3 separate regions of the Mus musculus genome follow, and regions 1 and 3 are each linked to region 2. Evidence: chromatin contacts called from public ChIA-PET and HiChIP or PLAC-seq data. All regions are on one chromosome and are shown on one strand. The core of a region is the stretch at or near the end of the contact, and the rest is flanking DNA. Distances in the headings are between cores, read along the strand shown.

Region 1 (4,286 bases), core at 1,449-3,948, 190 kb before region 2:
CTCTCCATGGCTTGCTCAGCCTGCTTTCTTATACCATCCTGGACCACTTGCCCAGCAGTGGCAGTGCCTACAGTGCCACAGGTTGGGTTCTCCCATATCAATCAGTAACCAAGAAAATGTCCTACAGATTTGCTGATAGGCCAATCTTTTGGAGGCGTTTCCTCAATTAAGATTCCCTCTTTCCAAATAACTGTAGCTTGTGTCAAGTTGACAGAAGCTAACCAACAAGATCACCTTGAACTTCTGATGCCCCTGCCTTCATCTTCATGTGTTACGATTACAGATATGCACCATCACACCCATTTAATGCAGTGTTGGTGACTGAACCCAGGTCTTCCTGCACACTAGGCAAGCACTCTACTGACTAAGCTATGTCTCCAGCCCTGGTTTTTAGAGCCACGAACCATCAGGTAGGGTATGACTAGACTTTTTATCTGTAATAAAAGCCCTATCCCAGCTGTTTTCTCCTCCATTCTTTCAGATATGAACGTAAATGCTCATCAAAGGGCTATTCAAAGGAGATACTCATTCATCTCCCCAGAACACTGTTCGCTATTTAGCCTTCAGAGACCCTGAGGGTTCTAGAGGCAGCAGACCAGGATATCTGAGCTGCACAGCTGCTGGAGGGTCTCCATGAGGATGAAGAAGGCAGTGGACAGGAGTCATGAAGACCGATTCCGAAACTCCACCGCAAGGAGGGAAGAGGTCTGAGCCATCCCTGTGCCACCAAGCGTGAGTCACACCAGCTCCTGACAGCCACGGAGGGAGTGCTGCCTGCAATTAAAGTCCTTGTTTGCATCAGAGTATGTGTCTCTCCTCTTTGCCCACTTCTCAGCCTACTTCCTAGAGGCCCATAGATGTGGAATAAGTTCGACCTGTCATCTCTTGTAAGAGAGATAGTTTTACCATTCTACAACATTTAAGTTCCACTTAAGAACCCAGGAGAGCAATGTAGTTGGGCAGGGCTGTACAGATGGATACCACCGTTAACATCTCAAGCCAGAGGGCATGATTCTGCTCACATACTGTGAGACCCATCTATGCTAAAGACCACATTGAACAGTGGTGTTGATCATGGAGAGCCCTGTCATCGGCTGCCCCAGCACTTGCACAGTGCATCTGGGCTAGAACACTGTCAAATGCAGGAGACCCCCCCCCCACCTCAGTGGCTTCCATCTCAAGCAGAAGCCTAGCACTCTGACACAATAGGGTAACTCTGGAAGCACAGGAAGAAAAACCATTTCAGTCCAGACTTCGGGGCTCAGTGGAGGCTTCCCGGAGGAGTCAATACTTGAAGTCTCTGAACATTGAAAGGGAACTGGGCAATCCAAGAAGAAGGAACAAAATCAGAAAATCTGGGGAACAGACCTGGGGAAGGTACAAGGGTCACAGGCTTCAAAGTCTGTACAGACTCAAGGAAAAGTCTGCACCAGGGTGTGGTGACAGGAGAAATAGCCAGGCAACAAAAGCTTTGTGTCCAAGAATGCCCGGAAGGTGATGAGGGGCCACAGCTGCGGAGTGGCACAGCTAGGTGGATGGTTTTTACAATACTGAGTCACTCTGTGCCTTCAGTCTTTTGTGATAGTATATCATAAAGGGAGGGCGTATATGCAACAGGAACATGCGGTCTGCTCACAATCCTCAGGTTGGAAGTGTGAGATTAGGCACCACCAGACACAGTGGCTGATGGGGGTGCGCCATGTTATACTAGGCTCCTTCTTACTGTGTCACATGGTAGAAGGGGCAGGAGTCTCAAGCTTTTATAATCCTAATCCCTTCTCAAAGGGCCCCCAACTCCCATGTCACTAACAGAGTTAGGACTTCAACATGAAGCTTGGCGAATGCCCAGCAGATGACGACAAAGATGAATAGGAAGTCAGCACCCTGTATTCGCACACCCTGCGTCTGTCCCATTTTGAGAGGCAGATCAAGGGATGCGATGTTTGTGTCACAACTGTGTTCACACCTACGCTGAAAATTGTATTGAGTTTCTCAGTGCTGTAATAAAACATCTGACATGGGCAACAGAAAGAGGTTATCTTGACATAATAGCCCACATCACACCAGCACCGGGATGAGGCAGCTAGCCACACTACAGTCACAGGATGGGGATGGAGTGAAGGATGGGGCTTTCCTCACTTCCTTTTTACCTTTGTATTTAGTCTACGACCCCAGGCCCTGGAATGCTGCTGCTCGCCTTCAGGGCGGGTCTTCCCTCCTTATTTGAACAGGCCTGAGGTGTGGTTCCCTGGTGTCTCTAAATCCGCCAAATTGCGGGTAAAGATTAACAATCACAGGAAGCCGGTCTACAGTGTGAACGGTAGGTTTGAGTGACGTCATGCAAACAACATGGAAAGCCCCGCTACAGCTTCCCCTGTGCTGGGAACCCCTCTAAGTGCTCTATGAATAGCAGTTCAATCAGTACACTAAGCCAACAAGGTAAGCAAACTACCCAGGTTTTACATCCTAGAAAAATGTCCTAGAGGAGTAAATTATAGCTTAAAGTTTGCTAATAGGAAGTGCCAGGCTGAGACTCAGACTCAGGGAGCCTGACTCTAGGGTCCACGCTCTTAATCCCCTCTGGTCACACTGCCCCTCATCAATGAGAGGATAGCATCCAGACATTGTTCTTGTCCCCAGACTAACTGTTCATTGCCTGCTTTCAAAATCAGGGCTGAGGATTTTTAACAATTCTTTTGTTGGCAGCTGGTGCAATGAACTTTGCTTTGTCAACAGCTGAAGCTAAAGATAGGAAGGAACTCTGTGGGTTCTTGCAGCTTCTCTGGCTTTCAGTGCCCTTCGTCTTAGATGACATATTAGGTCAGGGTTTGGCAGCAAATGGGGACTGGAGACACTGAGCAACCATTTCTCCTTGTGTCCCTTACAAATGGAGTTCCTCCGGTAAAAAATCTTCCTGTAGTTGTAGCCAAGAAGGCATGTTTCTAAAGCATCCTGCTGATAAATTTCTCTATCACAACTCTGGCTCTGGCTCCCAATCCTAGGTTTGTGATCTGACCCTCACTCCTGGGTGGGGCCGCCCCTCCAGCTGCTGCTCATAATTCACAGAACTTTCTAGCACTACTCCCTCCTTACTGCCATCTCTTACCAGCACTGACAGTTATTAACACTACAAGACCCCACATTCAAACTACTGTGGTATTAGACCTAACTAATACAGAAATAAATCCAGAGGCTGCCCAAACAGATGGGGAAACCTCGCAGGCGTGATCTGGGATGACAGCAGCATATGAGGCTGGAGAAGTAGCCCAGGTCACAAGGTTTCTTGGGTACAGATGACCCATTCTAACTCAGACCACATGGGAAGGAAAAATAGAGAGAGGTTCACATAGTGTTGGGGGTCAAGTTGGCAAGACATTATTTAATTCTGGGATATAAGGATAGGGAAGAAAGAGAAATGGCAAAATGTGAGAGCCAGGAATGGTGGTGTGGGCTTATAATCCCAGTATTCCTGACACAGGAGGGAAGCGATTTAAAAACCAGTTTAGGGTATGTAGCAACACTTTATCCAAAACAAGCAGGGATGTAGGGGATATTTAGAAGACATACCAGGGAATGGAAGCCATGGGTGCATGGCCTGTGGGGGAACTAGCAGTTGGCTATGATATATAGTCACTCCTCTGGGCCTCAGTGAGGGCCAGCTTCCTCTTCCTCTACAGCTCTCATGATAGATGCCCTGGATTCACCAAACCAGTGGAAAGAGGCATTCTGTACCATTTTCCAGGCCAGTCTTCCTCCTTTCCCCAGCACACCACAGACTCTGTCAACTTGCTTCCTGCAACAGTCAGTGGGTGCTCTGAACATCAAAGAAACTTGTTTCTTTAATTGAGAAGCCCCTCCACAGAAGGCTTGTGAAAAGGCGCTCATGTTGTGACTCTGTCAAGGGGCCCTCAGAGTGAGTGCTATATATTTTTTGGATTTTCAGATAACAGTAAAAAGATCCATGGAAGCCGGAGAAGCCTGGTTTATCTGATTATGGGAAAGCAGCCTAAACTTGACCGAACCTCCTCACTCAGCTCTGTACAAAGCTGTTGGGGGTTTTGTACATCTGTTTAAAGAGATCAGAGAGTTGCTCCCATTGCAGCCCCTGCCAGACCCTAAGTAGAATCCACTCAACTGCAAAGCTTAGCAGAACTTTTCACACATACACACAGAGTAGGTGATGTAAATGACGATGACTGGTGGAGTTCTGGCTTTCAATACACACACACACACACACACACACACACACACACACACACACACACACATACGTTTTCATCTAAAAT
Region 2 (3,969 bases), core at 814-3,313:
TCCAGAAAGGAATACCATGTGGGCAAGGGGAAGGATAAGGGGGCTGGGGGAGGAAAAGGCCCAGTGTCGGGGTGAAGGACAGTAAATACTGGCTGCTGTCTTTCAACAAGGCTGAGGGTGTGCCAGCTGCGGCAGCCACCTGGTGTTGATGGGTTAATGATCAGGGAGGGTGAGCGGGTGAGTGACAGGATGTCAGGGGAGCCTGCCACCCACACAATGGGCCACATGGTCGCCAGAGCAGTAGACAGGGTCTTGATAAGATTTGGCTCTGTTCCATAGTCGCCGGGGGACTGCAAAGGGAGCCCCAGCCCCCAGATGTGTGTACAAGGCAGGGCCTGGGAGATAGGAGTTGAGAGGTTACTCGGTTGAAAGTGCTTGGTGCTAGCTCAGACTTAGCCAGATCCTGGCAGCTGGCCCTCAAGAGCATTCATTCATTCCATTCACCCATCAGTCACAAGCCCTTGGAGGAGACCAGACTCTCCCACCTAAGGAGACCCGGGGGCAGAAACTATGGTGATGACATAGGTCCTAAGGTCCCTTACTGCACACTGGGCAGGCCGTCTGTCATGGAATTGACAGCAGCCTCTCCAGGGCAGTGGCCACTCTGGTTAGCCCTGTTCCACAGAAAGGAAAACCATGGCTCTAGCCACTGAGGTCACAGTGCCAGCAGGAGGTGAGGCTGGCATGCTGGCATTGAACTCCCTGGCCTATGGACTCTAAGATTCTCTCCATCACTCTTGGGTGGTCCCCAGCCTGGCTGCTCCCTTGAGGTCCCCCCTCCCCCCCCAGGGCTTTCTGGATGGCAGAGGGTTGACCTCATGTCTCTTCTGTTTCCTGACTCTCTGGGTCAGCAGGGGCAGAGTAGAGAGCCAGGAGCGGACTTAGGGCTCCTGCAGCATCTTCCTTCTACCTGGCTCCTGCCTCCTCCTGCCTGCCCCGTCAGCCTGGATCCTGAAGGTCAGATTCTGTACCTCCTGCCCCGGCCCCTGAGTCCTCTCACATCATATCCTGTTGTCTTCAAGGGCCTCCTGCTTCTCTCAGGTCTCTGCAGCTGCCTTTCTAGAACATTCTCATCAGTCATGCTTGCGGCTTGCTTCTGCCTCTCTGTCCTTCCGGCCGCTTGTGTGACTGTGGCCTCCCCACCCAGACCTTCCTGATAGTCCTGCCTCACCCCCACTCAGCTTGTTACTCTCAGGCCCCTGTCTTCAGCCAGGGCAGGTCCAGCATCTGAGACCTGAAACCTCGGGTGTTTCCCTAGGATCTGCGAGTCCTCAGCCTCAGAGATACCAAAGCAGCAGGAGACGTTGGTCACCAGCCTGTCTCATACTCTGCCTCAGGCACACCTGACATCTTACACACTTCACTATAGAGTGAAGGGCCAGGTGTGATGTGTCTGTGTCCCACCCTGCTTCTTCAGATGGCTACACCTCTCACAGAGGTGAAGGGACCTGAGGAGCCACAGGTTGGCCATGAAGATAATTCTGTTCCTTCATCTCTGGGGCCTCTGAGGGAGAAGCTACAAGAGGAGATGTTCACCTGATCCTCTAGTTCTTCCTTCTTACCTAGACAATTCCAGTGCAGGCTCATCTTATCTCTAGGCATGGACAGTAAGTGGAAGGGCAGAAATCCCTAAGTCTGCCCTGAGATGATGAGACTTGTGTTAGTAGACGAAGTTAAAGCTGGACAGACAGGAGCAAGCGCCAAGGCTGAGGTTCCCCTTTCCCTCCTGTGAGGATGGGCAATGAGACCTACACAGTGGGAGAGGCTTTGATAAAGTCTTCGGTGATGGAAGAGACCAATTTTGGGGTGGGAGTGGAGGAACTGCAGGCTCCTCTTCCTGGGACCGGCATGCAATGTGACTTTAGCCAAGCCTTCTCTGGACTTCCTGCTCGTACAAGCACGGTTGTGGTTGCAACTGAGGTGGTCTCAAACTCAAGGCCTCAGAAGTTCTCTTCCCATCAATGCAGCCCCACACTTGCCCAGCAAAGGGTTAAGCTCTTGGCGCCAGCTCCGCAGAGTAACCCCCCCTCCTTTTCACAAACACTTGTAGGAAATCAGGCTGGGCGCTTCCTGCAAGGAGGAGGAGGCAAGGCAAGGCCTCAGCTGCAGGGGCGGGGAGAAGTGGGGAGGGATGCTTGTCTGTGAGCTGAGGCCGTTCTGGCTGGCAGAGCAGTCTGGAGGCGTTCCAGGCTGCTGTGGAGGCAGGGGGCTCCCCAGGTTTGAAACAAAGACCTTGTGGGCAGCTCCCCTGAGCCCAGGCCGGCAGGATGGTGGTGTAGTACTAGTGAGGTAAGGAGCTGAGCCAGGAGGAGGGCCAGAGGGAAGGCCGCCTTCCCTCTGGATGGGCCAGTCATAGACTCTGGACAACCCTGGCAGGCAGCCCAGCCCAGCCAGGAAATCACAGCTACGCAGCTGCTGCCACTCCTGTCCAGTTCTGGGAGTCCGGCCCCCACGAAAGAGTGGACCCCAAGATGCTAGTTTCCAGTTCCAGATCCAATTTGGTTCCCTTGGTGAACTTGGACCCGTGTTGGTCCCTCTCTGTCCCCCGGGGTGGGCTCATCTCAAGGCCAGTTAGTGCTTGGGTTACTGAGGGTCTCGAGATGTTCGGAAGTGAGGAACAGGCCAGGAGATGACACCCTCCTACCCAAATAAGGGCAGGGACAAAGTGGGGGCCAGGAAGCCAGCTTAGAGCTACAGTAGGACAAGATGAGAGTCAGTAATAGCCTGGCCCCTTGTTAGTTCCTCCCAGGCTCTTTGGGTGAGCCAAGGGACAGTCCGGGGACATCCGTCATGGGTATCTCCACTTGCCGCAGGCCAAAGGCCACTCCTGTGAACAGGTCTATGCCCTGCCACGGATCCAAACTTGCTTTGGAGCCCCACAGCCCAGCCCTTCAAAAGGGTCCAGCAGCTTGGTAAGGAGGTCTTTCCCCTGCCATCCTCCTGCCTCCTATACATCTCCTGGCCTTGGTTTAATAGTCACAGTGTTCTAAACTTCCTGGTTGTTCTCATTAGGTGGGTGCCTCTGTTTCCTCATCGGGATGAGGTTAAGGTGGGGATGTCCTGGCTCTCTCTAGCTGGGTAGCATGGAGATTCTGAATGCCAGGGCTGCTGAAGGTTGAAGCTTCAGTGGGGGAGGATCATCCTGGACACACACGCACACGCACGCACACACACACACACACACACACACACACACACACACACACACACACATGCACGCACGCACGCGCGCGCTCGAGAGAGAGAGAGCTGTATGAAGCAGTGTGTGGGGAACAGGGCATTGCCTAGCTAGTTGCTAAATAGAATCCCTGGAGGGTGTGACAACATGGAGATCAGTTCTGTACAGGTGTTAGGTGATAAGAAGCAAGGACATAGAGAAAGCAGTGTTTGGTGTTTTTTTGGGGAGGGTGGGGTGCAGTTTCTCTGGGGGCAGGTGGGGACCTTTAGCTCAATGGCCCAACCATTAGCAGGACCTAGTTATAGAGGGGCTGGCCCTCCTGGGTCAGGACATCATAATTCGAATCCCCAGCTTCCACTGCTACCCTGACGGCTGTCCAGACTTCCCTGCCTGCCTGTGGCACTCAGGGGCCAGGCCCTGAGCCATCCTTGAAGTTCAGCTTGTATTTTCAGACCTCTGTGTTTTTGTCTGTGCTGTTCCTCTGTCCCGATTCCCCTTCCTCTTTCTCCCCTAGATGTGCTTGGTCTGTTAAAGCTGTCACCAAACTTCCTTCTTCAGTGGTTTTTCTGGATTGCGTCCTCCACGGAGGGTGGGATCTTGGCAAGCATGTGTGTTTCTGTATCCTAGGGGCTGAGAACCTCCAAGTTCATTTGGTGCGTCTCTGAGGGTCAGGGTGCTCACCAGACAGAGGGATGGGTGCAGCAGGAACAGGCCTAGGTGACCACCATTCCCCTTTACAGAGAGGAGCAGTCAGCCAGCCACATGCCTCGAGTGGCTGGAACATACAGGGC
Region 3 (4,085 bases), core at 317-2,816, 240 kb before region 2:
AGCAACCTCTAGGCCAACCCTTCCAAGACCCATCTGAGCTTCTGAAAGACAAGGATTTGACCTGCTCCCAGGGACCTCTTCTATTTCACAGTGTGCCAGTGTCGAGAGGAGATGTGTTCACTCCCTTATCACTCTCAATCCACGTGCACACACAAGGGATGTTGGCGGTGTATTGATAGATCTCAGCTTAAGCCATGTGGGAACAGGGTAAAGGGATGGAAACAAGAGACCCAGACAGGGAATCTAGTTACTAAACTTATGGAAGTTAGGCCATATGACAAAATGTAAGAGCTACAGCCCCCAGACAAATACTATAGAACGTCTTTTTTTCTCTCTTCTGAAAGTGGATGTAAAAAGAGTTCTGAGCTAGTGCATCTGGGCACTGGCAAGCTTCCACTTAAAGAGACATGAGCTGTGTGTGGTGGTGGGGGTCATCACACTCTGTGTGCAGGAATGAGGGGTTATGCTCCTGGAGGCCCTCTGAGACCCCTGTGGGGTGGTCTCTTCCGACTTCTGGGCTTTGACACTCCCCAAAAACCTCATCGTAGAGGAAGGGAGTCAAATCAATGTTCCCTTCCAGTACCCATGCTCTGACATACTGGGATTGGACAATAATCTAAAAGAATCAGAAAGACCCACCTCAGGCCTCCAGAGTTCAGCCCTTGGAAATGGGTATGTTTTGGTGCCCTTCCCTGTAGCCCTGCAAATGACAAGGAACTGGATTAAGGTCTACTTGCATTTAAGCAAAGAATACTAGAAAAGCATGTGTTTGGTGTTTAAGAATCTGGACACTTGCCAGATTCACTCCTATTTCTGCCACAGAAAGAAAAAGTCCCAAGGGGCTGTGAGTGCTAACATCACCAAAACAGACACAGACTGTTTGTACGTCTTAGAAGAAATCTGGGTTGCCCTTAGCACTCACTCTTGCACTGATACACAACAGTGTGGTTCATTATCAATTTTCTCATGAAGAGTGTTAGCCTTTCATTTCCACAAGCAGCCATCATTCCAAGGTTTGACTTCTCTCAGTGCAGCCATCTTGTGATGTCTGTAGATGTTAGAGTGCTGTTGGGGGTGTGGGGGGCATTTGAAACAACTAACATTAAAGGATTTTCAATACATATAGCAGAACACTGAGTTCTTACATGTACTAACAGAAAGAAACATTATCTTCTTTAAGATATATATTATCAGGGTTGAAGCTAGATCAATGCATGAGTGAGGCTCTAGATCCAATCCTTACTACTGCAGAGAGTGGGAGGAGGCTCAAAAATCCATGCAGTCCCCAAAATATTAACTCATTTTTCATCTTTCCCTCTTACTATCAGGTTCTAGAGGACTTATGAGCTGCCTAGAAGAATCCCATATCGCTGATACTGTAATCATTTGTTTATATTACATAACAGAGGCATGCCTTTCATACATGTCTTTGGCAGCCTAGGCAGGCAACAGCATGACTGTTTACATGCTATGAACACAAAGCCTCTGAAGGGTTCTCATCTCTAAAGTACATTCTTGCCAGTCACAGGGTAAGGTGTGTGAAAGTTTTCACAATGACTCAGAAGTGAAGGCTCTTGGGAAAGAAGCAGGTCATAACCCACAGAACCCACAGCCCGGGGCTACAGCACAGCTCTAAGCTCTCTCTTGGGTGCCAAAGACAACCTCCAATCCAAGATGGGCCCAGATAAGGAGCCCTAGACACACCAGAGACCAGAAACTGCCTCTTTACCCCTTCTATTGGACACAAGGAGCAGAATTTTATCTTTCAGCTGTCTTTCTGTCTATCCCTCCATTCACTCATCCACATATAATAAATTGGACCCATTTGGATCTCCATTCCCATCCCATCATTTACCCAAGCTTTTGCCATGTAACAGGGAAGTCTCCCTAGCCTGGTCTGTCTTGGAACCTGGCCACATGACTTCGACCAATAAGATACTAGGCAACATGACATAAAGAAGTCGAGAAAAGTTAGTTGTATTGTGGGTCTCCCCACTTTGTGGACTGTCAGTAGATACAGTCCACAAGAGCAGTGGAAGTAGAGACATCACTCAGGGAGTTCCAGAAGCCCTGTCAGTACATATGGTGCATAAACTACACGGAGACCCACAGTCAATAGGCAGATCAACTTTACTTAATGTGATTGAAGGCTTATAAAGTTTTGGGGGAATAAGGGTAAGGACATCAAGGGTGAGCAAAGGTCATTGGCTCGGGGCTGAGGGTACCTAGAATGCCTCATTAGCTTTGGGAAGCATTTCAGGTACCTTAGGCGATTGCTGAATGGGTTTTATCAGGAGAAAGGGAATTGATCCTATAAACTAAGTGAGACTACATGGCATCCTTAGGGAGAAGAGTTCATGTGGGGGCTTAGAATTTCCCACGCAAGGTCAGAGAAGGAGAAAACCCATTAACAAAGGGAGTTTCCCATAAGTGCGCCAAGCCCAGAAGGTATCCGGTCACATGGACTTCGACTGTAATTAACAGAGTTTTCCCACGTTGTATGTTTCCACTTTCCACTTGTGGCCTCTTATATCATCTTATAGCATGGGCTATCCTATAGAGAAACAAGGGACAGATGAGGCACAGGAGGCCACCTTTGGTGACCTATATATACACAGCAATTTTGCATCATCCAGCAGAGAGCCAAATTCTTACACATGCCATCAAGCCCAGCTAACCACCTCAAGCACAGATACAGTGGGAAGCAAGCATGCCCATAAGACAATGGACTTTTACAGTTACATGTCATTACTGAGGCAATGAATCACCTCCACATCCCAGCCAGAAGGCAACAAGAACAAAAGATTATTTGCAGAATCTACCCAGGACACTGTTTCTAATTTGTGGTTAGCTAGAGTTCAGTCTCGTGGCTGCTTTTGCTGGAAAAAAAAAAAAAAGACTGAGTTCAATTCTTTGTTCCAGATAGCTGTATGTTTTCTAACTAAAACCTAGAGGTTCTTTTTCTGTAGGAGAAATGGAAGTAGAAGCTGGGAAGGGACAGAAATAGAAGTTTCTGCCACGTGTGCTGGGAAACTTTGAGCAAATTTGGAAAATTTGAGCAAATTCCCTTCTTGTGGCCTCAGTGTCCCTACAAGTACAAGACGGCCAAAGAAGAGAACCATCTACATGGTCTCACAAGGCCCTTCTAGAAGTCAGAGTGAAGGGTTTGAAGGAGTTGAGCATTCGCTAAATACCATCAGAACAAATACCTATTTATACATCCAGGTGACAGCCCCCTTCATCTGAAGGCAAATGTGTAGGCTTCCACAGCATCTTATAAAGGCTTTGAGGATCAAAACATTTGGGAAGGGAGTGGTTGCATCTTCAAACAACTCGCCTTAGTTTACTGCCATTAAATTATACAGTCCATACATGTGATTTATGAAGAAGGAAGAAACCTTTGCTTGCTCAGAGTCAAATTGCAGCCTTCAAAAAGGCTTTAAAGCCTCTGCACTCTGCAATGATCTGGCATGTTTCCTGAGTACTTGAACAGTATCACAGGGCTTCCCAGTGTAAGAGTGCTGGTGTCTTCCACCTAACATATGTCAAAACAAGGCAGAATCTTCCAGCAAAATCCTAGGTCTATGGCTCTCTCTTTATCTAAAAATCACAACTATTGAATCTGGGAGAGAAATTATACTTTAATTTACCACCATGAAATTACATAGCTCATAGGTAAATGGCACATGGATCAGAAACCTTTGCACAGTCTAATTGGGGCCTTTTAAACATCTTAGAAAACCTTACAGTTCTCTGAGGAAAGAGAACACCCAATATATGTATTATGCTCACTTGACTTACAGCTCAGAAATTTTTCCTTTTCAAACAAAGTATTTATCTCTCCTCTTGAATAAGAACAAATCACAGTGACTCTGAAGTCCAGGCCTCATGGAATGTCCTTCTAGCCATAGACATCATGGCTGCCCTGGATTTTACATGAAATGTGTAAGCCATAACACCAAAACTGGTGATGGTGAGAATCTAAAATGTTGGGTTCAGTAAGTCTATCAGTCCTGTAGAAATCCTTAGCATTTGGATCCCATTTACAGACATGGACACTGGAGCTCAGAAAAATAACTTGTCTA

Evidence for each region. ChIA-PET counts read pairs in DNA pulled down with a chosen protein or histone mark. HiChIP or PLAC-seq counts read pairs in DNA pulled down with a chosen protein or histone mark.
Region 1: an RNA polymerase II ChIA-PET map of effector CD8 T cells shows a contact between it and region 2, with 6 read pairs. The contact joins the enhancer-like site here to the promoter of Akna in region 2. A contact is called at or near these places in 3 of 39 promoter capture datasets (cranial neural crest, embryonic stem cells and liver), 2 of 15 datasets of contacts at CTCF or cohesin (large pre-B cells and pro-B cells), 3 of 484 Hi-C or Micro-C datasets (female germline stem cell-derived STRA8 germ cells, liver and muscle stem cells), 3 of 115 datasets of contacts at active chromatin or transcription factors (effector CD8 T cells, memory CD8 T cells and microglia) and 5 of 9 other capture datasets (adipose tissue, embryonic stem cells, liver and 2 more).
Region 3: a contact with region 2 is called in a BATF HiChIP or PLAC-seq map of CD8 T cells, with 7 read pairs. The contact joins the enhancer-like site here to the promoter of Akna in region 2. A contact is called at or near these places in 2 of 484 Hi-C or Micro-C datasets (Th1 cells and embryonic stem cells) and 2 of 115 datasets of contacts at active chromatin or transcription factors (CD8 T cells and embryonic stem cells).

The regions. Positions count from the first base shown.
Region 1 is chr4:63,593,418-63,597,703 of GRCm38.p6, reverse strand. Gm11213 (predicted gene 11213) reads left to right here. Exons shown (of 2, transcript NM_001354647.1): 2 at 482-803. The coding sequence ends at 576. Among named protein-coding and RNA genes, the nearest start is that of Gm11213, 5.2 kb to the left of the region's middle. Within about 2 kb of position 2,698, at least 61 of the 459 cell types and tissues checked have an H3K27ac peak or open chromatin away from gene starts, as enhancers often do. A contact at or near this core is called in adipose tissue, effector CD8 T cells, memory CD8 T cells and 1 more, where this site is marked.
Region 2 is chr4:63,401,539-63,405,507 of GRCm38.p6, reverse strand. It overlaps Akna (AT-hook transcription factor), which reads left to right and starts at 2,063. Exons shown (of 22, transcript NM_001045514.3): 1 at 2,063-2,289. Gm52742 (a long non-coding RNA gene) reads right to left here. Exons shown (of 3, transcript XR_003955424.1): 3 at 3,382-3,969.
Region 3 is chr4:63,637,507-63,641,591 of GRCm38.p6, reverse strand. Gm11482 (predicted gene 11482) reads right to left here. Exons shown (of 4, transcript NR_151544.1): 4 at 2,114-2,554. Among named protein-coding and RNA genes, the nearest start is that of Gm11482, 5.1 kb to the right of the region's middle. Within about 2 kb of position 1,566, at least 16 of the 459 cell types and tissues checked have an H3K27ac peak or open chromatin away from gene starts, as enhancers often do. A contact at or near this core is called in CD8 T cells and Th1 cells, where this site is marked.